3 separate regions of the Zea mays genome follow, and regions 2 and 3 are each linked to region 1. Evidence: chromatin contacts called from public Hi-C data. All regions are on one chromosome and are shown on one strand. Each heading gives the region's core, a stretch centred on a gene start, on an enhancer-like site or on the middle of the called end of the contact. The rest is flanking DNA. Distances are from core to core; before and after follow the strand shown. Region 1 holds the start of LOC100282078 (myb-related protein Myb4). Region 2 holds the start of LOC111590145. Region 3 holds the start of LOC103639235.

What was found. Hi-C and Micro-C count contacts between places; a contact is called where the count stands out from the background.
Region 2: a Hi-C map of ear shows a contact between it and region 1, with 2.6 times the contacts expected there. The contact joins the promoter of LOC111590145 here to the promoter of LOC100282078 in region 1. A contact is called at or near these places in 3 of 25 Hi-C or Micro-C datasets (bundle sheath, ear and leaf).
Region 3: a Hi-C map of ear shows a contact between it and region 1, with 3 times the contacts expected there. The contact joins the promoter of LOC103639235 here to the promoter of LOC100282078 in region 1. A contact is called at or near these places in 5 of 25 Hi-C or Micro-C datasets (bundle sheath, ear, leaf and 1 more).

What each region holds. Positions count from the first base shown.
Region 1 is chr9:142,266,207-142,269,398 of Zm-B73-REFERENCE-NAM-5.0, forward strand. It overlaps LOC100282078 (myb-related protein Myb4), which reads left to right and starts at 1,567. Exons shown (of 3, transcript NM_001154991.2): 1 at 1,567-1,877; 2 at 2,006-2,135. The coding sequence starts at 1,745.
Region 2 is chr9:142,054,239-142,057,430 of Zm-B73-REFERENCE-NAM-5.0, forward strand. It overlaps LOC111590145, which reads right to left and starts at 1,608. Exons shown (of 1, transcript XM_023301063.2): 1 at 637-1,608. The coding sequence starts at 1,491. The coding sequence ends at 886.
Region 3 is chr9:142,474,220-142,477,411 of Zm-B73-REFERENCE-NAM-5.0, forward strand. LOC103639235 reads right to left here and starts at 1,764. Exons shown (of 2, transcript XM_008662003.4): 1 at 1,284-1,764; 2 at 518-823. The coding sequence starts at 1,621. The coding sequence ends at 823.

The DNA of each region.
Region 1 (3,192 bases), core at 317-2,816:
CAGGGTGGGTAGAAGGATATGACTGTGGCTCCATTCAAAATCAGGCCGTTTCTACCCATGTTGGATATATACTGCTACTGGCTTTAGGTCTTAGAATTGTTGCTAGATTGTGCAAAAAATAATAAGTTGGTTGTAAAGCTTTTAAGCATCTGTCTAACTCATCAAAAGAAGTCTATTCCTTATTGATGTACCAAGATTGAACTTAAAGCGAACTGCATGGTGCTAATAGTTGATTCTAATGATTTTTCTTTGCCTCTGTCGTGTTTCACTTTCACGCGGTTGCTGGTGATTTTATCCCACATGACCGTTCAATTTTTTAGAGTTCTGTGCTTGATGTTCATACAGAGCGTTTTTTGAGATATCTGTTCGCGCCTGAGAAGAAACCTGACATAATCAATGGTCTAGCTGATAAGAATCGTCCCTAGCAAAAGGGCCTCTAGAGGTCGGTTTCTATATTGATTCTTTAAAAATAATTCGTGTGCTATTATAATGTTCTCTCGGCATTAATTTATTCTATTTGAGTGGGAAGATTTATATCAACATTACATGTTTATATCGTTAATATAAAATTATTGTTTCGGTAATATTTTGTCATGGATTTTGCTTATCATAGTGACGTTTGTCGTTATATATTTATATTTTATACTAATTTTAGCTTCCGTGGCAACGCACGGGCAAATACCTAGTTATTCTCTACGATAGCTAGGCTCTTAAACGCTGGAATAAGAGGGAAAGGAGGAGTGTTATAATTAATAGCAATGGGTGGATCACGATACAACGATCCTTCTAACCGCCACAGCTAGTGTGTGTATATATGCGTGCGACCGCGACCGGCCTCGGACCAGCAGGCGTGTGATCGATTGACTGCTCGGATTACCTCCGTCCTGCCGCCTCGGCGTCATGTGTTTTATTATTTATGCGTGGCTTGTAGAAGCTGCAGGTACGGTGCATCAGGGTCTTGGTCCGGTGAGGCGGTGAGTGGTGACTGATGATGATGAACTGATTGGACAAAAGGCAACCAGATCACACGCGCCTGACTAACCGCTCCGATCCGTCGATGAGCAGCGAGCTGAGCAGTGAGCACCGCACGTTCCTAGCTACTGATGCGGAGGAGAGTAACTGTAGTATGGTACTACATGTTAATGGATTTTATACAGGCCGACCCGAGGCCGGTACGTCGTACTCCTGCCCAAAATTAAACAGGGGGGGGGGGGGGGGGCAGAGAGACAACGTGGTCGCTAGCGAGGCCGCGAGAGCGGACGGTGGTGCGGCCTCGCGCCACGGCGCCCACTTTGCCGGGCGCGCCCACGTGCCCGCGCCAGCAGCCACACGTACGGCCGCGCGCCGCCGTGGCCGTGGCCGTGCCGGCCCGCTAGCTACTCGCTCTCGCTCCGCTCCCCCCACTTACCGTCCGCCCAGGTAACGGAGCATCCGGTCGGTTACGTGTACGCGCTAGCGTACTCTACTCCGTGTACCCGCGAGCCCGGCCGCTGCTACTATATTATGGCCGGCCGTGGCGTGGCCTCGCTATTAGCCAGCGAGCTGAGGCCTGAGGAGCGAGCACAGCCGAGTCACCCGGCCGGCCGCCCGCACGCACGGACACCAACAACTCCCTTGGACGCACCCGATCGACCCTGCTGCCTGCTAGCCGTGCGCAGTAGTGGGAGCGAGCACGAGTGAGAGTGGGCAGCGAGAACATACGCCGCCCCCGGCCGGTGTGACTGGTGGTGGCGTCGCGCGCGCGATGGGGAGGGCGCCGTGCTGCGAGAAGGTGGGGCTCAAGCGCGGGAGGTGGACGAAGGAGGAGGACCAGATACTCGCCAACTACATCGCAGAGCACGGCGAGGGATCCTGGAGGTCGCTGCCCAAGAATGCAGGTAAACCAATTCAAAAGCTTTATTATATATACTGTATACAATTAGCCGCAACCGCATGCAGCATCGCCGTCACTTCCTAGCTCCGGTCCGACCGTCTTGTACACAATCTTCCATCTTGCTTACCGCAGGGCTGCTCCGCTGCGGCAAGAGCTGCCGCCTGCGGTGGATCAACTACCTTCGGGCCGACGTCAAGAGGGGGAACATCTCCAAGGAGGAAGAGGACGTCATCATCAAGCTCCACGCCACCCTTGGAAACAGGTAATTAACACTCGCCCTCCCTAGTACTAATTATCAACACTGAGAGCGAGACCTGATATCCGACTAGAAAATACTAGCTACTTGCTCCTTCCTACTACACATGCACGAGGGATCAATAATGCACGCCACGCGTACGCCAGCAGTAACGGAAATCAAGTAGGTAAAAAAAAAAAAGAATACGAGTATTAATATTCGATACATGTTATATGGATACAATAATTTTATAATGAACTTACTTGAGCACATACCACGTGGAGATTTTTATAAACATAGTGGATATTTTTTTTTTGGTTCAGTCGAGGGAGTACGTAGTACGTACCACGCCTACTTAGGGCTTGTTTGTTTTAGCTTATAGATTATATAATCTGAATTGTAATCTAAATTATATAATCCAGATTATAATCTACGTGTAGTTGTTTAGTAGTTTAGATTATACAAGTGTAGATTATTCATAAAGACAATAATATCCTTGTTTGTTTATTTGAGGTGAGAAAAGAAGGATTGCATATATTGTAATTTAAATGATTCATGACAAAAAACAACTAATTATCTTTCAGACACAGACTGTCTAGAAGAGTCAACACAGACAATAAAAGGTCTACTCCGATGAAATCTCGTTTCCGTGCACAGGAGCATCGACTGTAAACCATAAATTGGCTTTCAATGGCTGCCCCGGTCGGTTGAGAGTTGAGACGTACACCATATACATATACACGTACGTACACAGTACTAGATAAAAGATTTTACCGAAATAGGGGTGGGGGTGGCGCACGCTGCTGGAATAGAATAGGGACGTAGAAACCGTAGTAGTAGGCTAAAAATAACGACTGCGTGGCCGAAAACGTACAACATGGCCAGCCGGCCGATCCCGCGCTGACGCCTGAGACAGCAAGTAACTATGCATGATCGATCGAGCCCAACAGCCTCATGCACTGCACTAGTATTGTTTTATGTACGCGCGCGTGGTAGTGGGCTCTACGTACGTACGTACACGTTTGCGTACTGTACAGAGGGCATTGAACAGCACCAGTACTTGACTGTCGGTCAGGTCCTTGTC
Region 2 (3,192 bases), core at 358-2,857, 210 kb before region 1:
CGGCCCGCAGCCCAGTTAAACCAACTGGAGCCCAAGGCTGGATTCCACACCAGCCAGCCTCCAGAAGGGAGCAAGGTGGCGATCGGTATTCTAATCGCGACCAAATCCAGTCCAACGCGAAAATTTGACTTCGTTTCTTCGAAGTGGTTGGCTCGTTCTTCTGGCGTCGCTGCTTGTCTCTGGTTTCTAGAAGAATTTGGGGGTGGGAAATTTTGGGGGGATTTGAATGCTTCTTTTTACAAAAAAATTATGTATCTAAAACTTGACTTAAAAAAGAAGAAGTGTGTTCGTATATAGACAAAGCAAAAGCGCTAAAGCTCTGCGCCTGTCTCTTTCGGCATACACACTGCTCCGTCCGTGTTCGCTGCAGAGTCATGGCGGTTGCATCAGCCTTGCATTCAGGACCAAGCAAACCTGCACTGGACTCCGGAAGCAACTGACGTGCGGGGCTGAATTGAGGCGCAAGTGAGCCTGGCATTTCCCTGCTCGTCACAAAGAAAGAAAGAAAAAAAAAAGGGTCTGAATACATCTAGTACCGTCCATGATCGTACAACCGGCCGTAAAAGTTTGAACTTTGAAGAACAGGCGCGGTGAAAAAGGTGCGGTAATGCCAGCGGCAGCATGGAGACGAGGCAGTCTATGAAACACCTGTTCTGATTCTATTTAATAAGTAGAGTAATTTTACACGGCAAATTCCGGTCGCGCTATATATCAGCTTGTGACATGGAGGTCACGTCATGCCATCCGTACATGCAGTTTGACAGGGTACATGATCACAGCAGGCATTCATTGCATTGGGACAGAGAAGAAGACGATTAGGTTGATCAGAGCACCTTCTTGATCATCGGCTGGTGGATCAGAGGGAGGCAATGGAGATGCAGCTTATCAGAAGAGCCAATGGGGCGTCTTCTTGGGCAGGACGCGCTCCTCGATGGTCCGTAAGCTGGGCTTCCACCCCCTGCTGGACAGCTCCCGGCTGAGGAACTCCGGCCGGTGCTCCTCGAACCCGTCCGGCCTCGCCGCCTCCGCCTCGTCCTCGTCCTCCTCTCGGTGCGCTTGCGCTGGCTCTTCGGCGCCGGGCTGCCCCCGGCCCTTGTTGGACGACGACGACGACGAAAGCTTCCGCCTGAGCCCGGGCATCGACCGCGACCGCGCCAGGGAGCGCGCCGCCGACAGCGCGCGCCGCGCCTCCTCGGCCGACACCTTGCCCCGCGTGGCCGGCAGCAGCACGTACACCCCGCCGGCGCCGAGCACGTGGTCGGCCGGCAGCGGCGCGACCTTGGCCCCGCTCTGCTGCTGCTGCTGGTGGTGGTGGTGGTTGTGGTGGCCAAGCTTCTTGAGCACGCGCGCGTCGACGACGAAGTGGCGCGGGTGGTCCATCATGAGCTCCGCCACGGACACCGGCTCGCTGAGCGCCCGCACGCTGCCGTCCGCCATCACCACCTTCCCGCCGCCGCTCGCCGCCGCGGCACCCGAGACCAGGTTGCCCATCTTGCTCTCGCCTAGACCCAGACCCAGACCCAGACACCCCGGTGGGTCGTGTTCGATCGCGCAGGCAGCAGAGCGCACAGCCGAGCCACACGGACAGGGAGGGGAGGGGAGGGGGTATTAAAACGGTTGGCGGGAGCGAAGAACTTTCCCCCGGTCGCATTCCACTCCCAGGGCCAGGGGTTTAGTTGGCGTGGAGCGGATGGCGGGTTCGGTTTGAACTGAACCGCTCCCCTCCCCGCGGTGGGGTCGTTACCGCGTTGACTCGTCTCCCACACGCACACGGTGCGCACCGCGCAGCACCGTCACGTACCCCTACGTCTCGATCCGGTTTCTGAACGCATCCATTCGACTCGGCGAGAAATTTGTCGCGGGCGTAGCGTAGCGTCGACCCTCGACTTCAAACAGGGGTTTCAAAAATCCCTGTTGTATCTTTTTCCAAATTTTGTTCTCCGCATATTCATGGACACAAACCGGGCGGGCAGTGTGTACGCAGATTTCCGACCGTAACAGGCGGGGTGACAGGGGCATAGCATAGCATAGCAGCGACGCCGGAAGAACTCGGAAAGGCCAAGGCAAATTAGCTGCCGCCGGGATTAGACAGTTTGATTATGAAAGAATGGTGTGCTCGATCGGTTTGGACGAAGGCGACGTGCGACCACTTTGCCGCTGGGGCTGGGGCTCCCTCTCTCTTGTTTTCAGCTCGGCCTCAGTCGTTCCTTATGAAATTGCTTGGACGAGAATCCAAGTCTCCGTTGTGGCGTTATTATTGTTGTTTGTTTGTTCACGAGGGAGTATCAGTTGACGGCCACTAAGTCGGCTAATAGCATGCATAGTATATATGTGGGTTGGTGCGTGCCTGTCCGCGTTTTGTAGCAGACGTCGTCCTTGTGCCTGCGTGCTCCCATGATTTGTGCCTCAGAGTCAGTCAATCATCAACCATTAAACAAAGCTGGGCCGGCCGATCGACCTAATTAAGATGGTTTCGTAGGCTTGATTCGCCAACGTTTTTCTTCGTTTTGTTTTGTTATTAAGACGACGTTTGTGATGGTTTCATCGATTCAAATTTGTATATATGTAGTATCTAAAATACGAACACGTTGGATCTTCTATCCACGCGAAAAAAAGGAATTAATTATTTAGGGCATGTTTCTGGTACGTGTATTTTTTCTGGTTTGTGGGCTACAAAGGCCTCAACATTTTCTGGTCTGGCTAAACGCATGTACTGATGTACCATATGTCTATGAGATGTATACCAAAATATTTCTCACTCCATATTATTGCCGACAGTACAGCCTACCAGGAAATCAAATCCGTACATAGGCAAGCGCCTCGGGAAACTCACTCCTGTACATGTTTAATTTCCAGACCTAAGCACGGTCTTTGAATACTGCTTGCAGACGCATGCAAACCATGTGAGAAGAGATATATATATATATATACTTACGGTCGATCTTTTTTTTAAAAGAGATTACGTCGACAAAATAATTAATCTGAGAAGACATACACGAAGTCTTCGGTACATTTAAAAGGATCGTATGCTTTGCTTGCGAGAAACTCCCTTGCCTATTTCATTCTCTGATGCTTCTTTTGATCTACAACAGGACAATTTGCAATTTTTTTCTAGTAATATTCAGTCTCCCACCGAATGGTTCCAGCTGTGCCTATCTCCTTAATTTAGAATAATACCCTATCAAATCCATA
Region 3 (3,192 bases), core at 514-3,013, 210 kb after region 1:
ATTTAGCTGGACCATATCTGTTTGTTTGGCTTTAATTCATATCAACTTCTACTGTTTATACAGTGTTTTTGTCTATAGATCATAGCCGCAACAGTCTAAACAACTGACTTTAATTCGAAGCAAACAAGTCGCGGAGATGTCTGGCCACTCTTGGGAGTTTAGAGACCCTGGCAGTACTCGAAGAATCTATGAACATGGCCACTTTGTGCTAAGACCACACCATTAGGAGGGTCTTTTCCATTCAGAACACGGAAGAGGAAGCCACGCTGAGGCACAAAAAAGTTTCTTACCCTCCCGTGATCCAGGTGATCATGTCCCTATCATAGAGCGTTAAGTGTAGACCTCTCCTCATCGAAATAAATGCATGAAAGACCGCCTACGCAATTCGCAAGATCTGCTACGGTCTCTCCATCTCTGGGATTTGCTAATGACGAAGAAACGAAGCAAATGCAGTTGCATGCTGGCCTGTATTTTCCTGGCCAGCGACCAAGTTGCATATGAGCACAGGGGGATAATATTAGAAAAGTACTATCGTGCAAAGAATTTTTCTTCTCCGGGATTCAAGTCTTCTTCAAACATTTTTTGAACAGAATTAGGGGGCAATTGGCAGGTAGCGACAAGCAATCTCAGCAGATCTCCATCGAGTTCTTTTCCTATAACCAGGGGGGCAACAAAGTTCTCTACACAATCTCAGAACAAATTCTCTTCCACATTTTGAGAGCGAATCAGCGAAATAACAACAGACAACCATCTCTCGCGCTTTGTAGCCGCATCTTGCACCATGCCAATACAATACAATAGAATTTCACCGAGGTACCGGGTTCTGAAAAAAAAGTAGAGGGAAAACGAAATTAGAGGCGACTAGTGCATCACAGATGATCACTTCATCAGATAAACGAGCTAAAGCTATCTTGCTGCTTAAGAGGTGAGCCAAAACGATGACAACTTGTGCTGATGAGCTTGTAGTCTGCTACAGATCTGTGTCATGTACCTGTGACTTCCCAAACCATTTCAGGAAGCAATGGTGTATGATGAGGGGGCATAAGGACTAGCATTCAGTCGTACCAATAATCCATACAAACAGTACAATGAAGATTAAAACGTCTGTACTTGTTGTGCAGAGTCCCATTACCCAGCGGAAGGACAGGTCCGATGCTTGGGAACCAAAGCAGCCATCGCCGTTATGTCCGAAAATATCGAGAAGAAGAACGGATACCCCGATAAAAGGGGAAAGGGGAAGGAGGAGGAGGAGAAGAAGAAGAAGAAGAAGGCGTGATCCGTACCAGCCATGGATGAGCTCGGAGCACTTGGCCTTGATCCAGCGGAATCCCCTGCGGAACGATGCCTTGACTTTGCCCTCCGCCGAGTAAGCCTTGTAGCTGGCCACCCGCCGCCGCCTCTTCATCTCCGGATCGCTGAAGCACCACGCCGACCCCACCCCTCCCCCGCCGCCCCTGTTGGATACCGGCGGCGGCGACCTCGCGGGCGGCTTGACGATGATGTCGATGCGGCGGTCACCGTAGGGCACGACCTCGTTGCGGTAGGGGCGGTCGTACTCACCGGCGGGGGCGGGAGCCGCGTACGGGCGGTGCGCGCGGTCGTAGTCGGCGGCGGCGGCCATCGCGAGGCCAGACGACGCGGGGGCGGACCGCGTGGGAGTCTCGCGGCGTGGCGTTTGTGCAGAGGGAGGGAGGGAGGGAGAGAAACGCCGCTGCCTTTTCCGTTTTGTTTTACCTTTGTATTGTGTTGATGTAGCGCTGGCGGCTTCCGATCCAGCTTCGTGTTTATGCTTAAGCTTTGATAGGCCGCCGTTTTCTTTAGAGTAAAACTAAACCTCACTTCTCTATCTATCTATCTACTATATAAAGCATCACTTTTTTCTGATTTCCATAGTTCTAAAATCCTAAAATCGTGGTGCGTCACCTTTCCCATTTTATACAAAAACAACATAAAATTATGCATATATGTGAGATTTTTTAACCTTATTTATCGTCTTTACATCCACACCCAACTAACCAACATAACACACACATTTTTATGTTTTATTAAAACAAAGTATACTAATATACTATATAAAAGTCGTAGCAATATAGTCACCTGATTAGTAAGATTCTATTTGTTTCCTATAAACCGGGAGAAATTTGAAAGTAATCTAATAATAAAAGAACACTTTTTAAGGTAACGATTTTTAATGATAAGATCAAACAAATTTTATGTGATTTCATTAGCTATTTAAGGTTTTTTTTGCTCGAGTTTCATATCCAGTCCAAAAAACAAAATTCTATCATTTCGGGTAGAATTTTTTATATCTTTTAACATAGAATGAATTAGAACTTAAAATTTGATATGTTAGTAAAGTAAATAGTAAAATATATTTATATCTTTAAAGGTTTTTATAATTTCTAGTAGTTTAATTACATAGCAAGTTGCACGAAAAACTTTATTGTACAATAATCTTTATCTTTTTAAAAAGTCCACATGAATTTTTGGATCTATTCAACACTTAGAGGTATTGCTATAATAAAAGGAGATGGTATGTCGTATAGATGGTTCCCTCCTCTGGCCTGCAGCATCGTGATAGAAGACGCTCCTTTGTCCCCTCTCTCCTCTCTTTATAGATATTCTCTCTCATTTTCTCTGTCTATAAGTAAAACTAAAATACATATAGATTATTTGAAACTACAAAAAGTATATATATATATATAAAAATTTAGAGCAGAAAAAGGCACGTGATGAACGCTTTTTTTTGGAACATAGGTGAGTGTGTCGGTCGTCGACCTCCAACTCGTGCTGCCAGCAACGATGAAAGGCCTGAGGTTACTCGGCGTCCACTAGGTTTCGAGAGAAAAAGCAGCATCCGCCATCATGGAACGAAGGTGTTATTCCCATTATACATGGATTGGATAGGATTAGAAAAAATTTAGAAAAATTTTGACTTGTTTGAGATTTAAACTCACCCAATCTCATTCAATCCATATGGATTGAGAACTAACCGAAAGTCCGAAGGTGGACAGTGGACAGCGGCTGGGGCACAGGAGCAGGGAGCAGCGGTTCTCTTCCGCCGATCACGGATCACAATCCAAGGGGTGAAACCAGGATTAGAGTTTGGGAGGGACAAATTAGATTGAGAAAGGGCGTTAGGAGGTATTTTACATTATTTATATGATGATTACCTAAGGAAATTAGTAGATA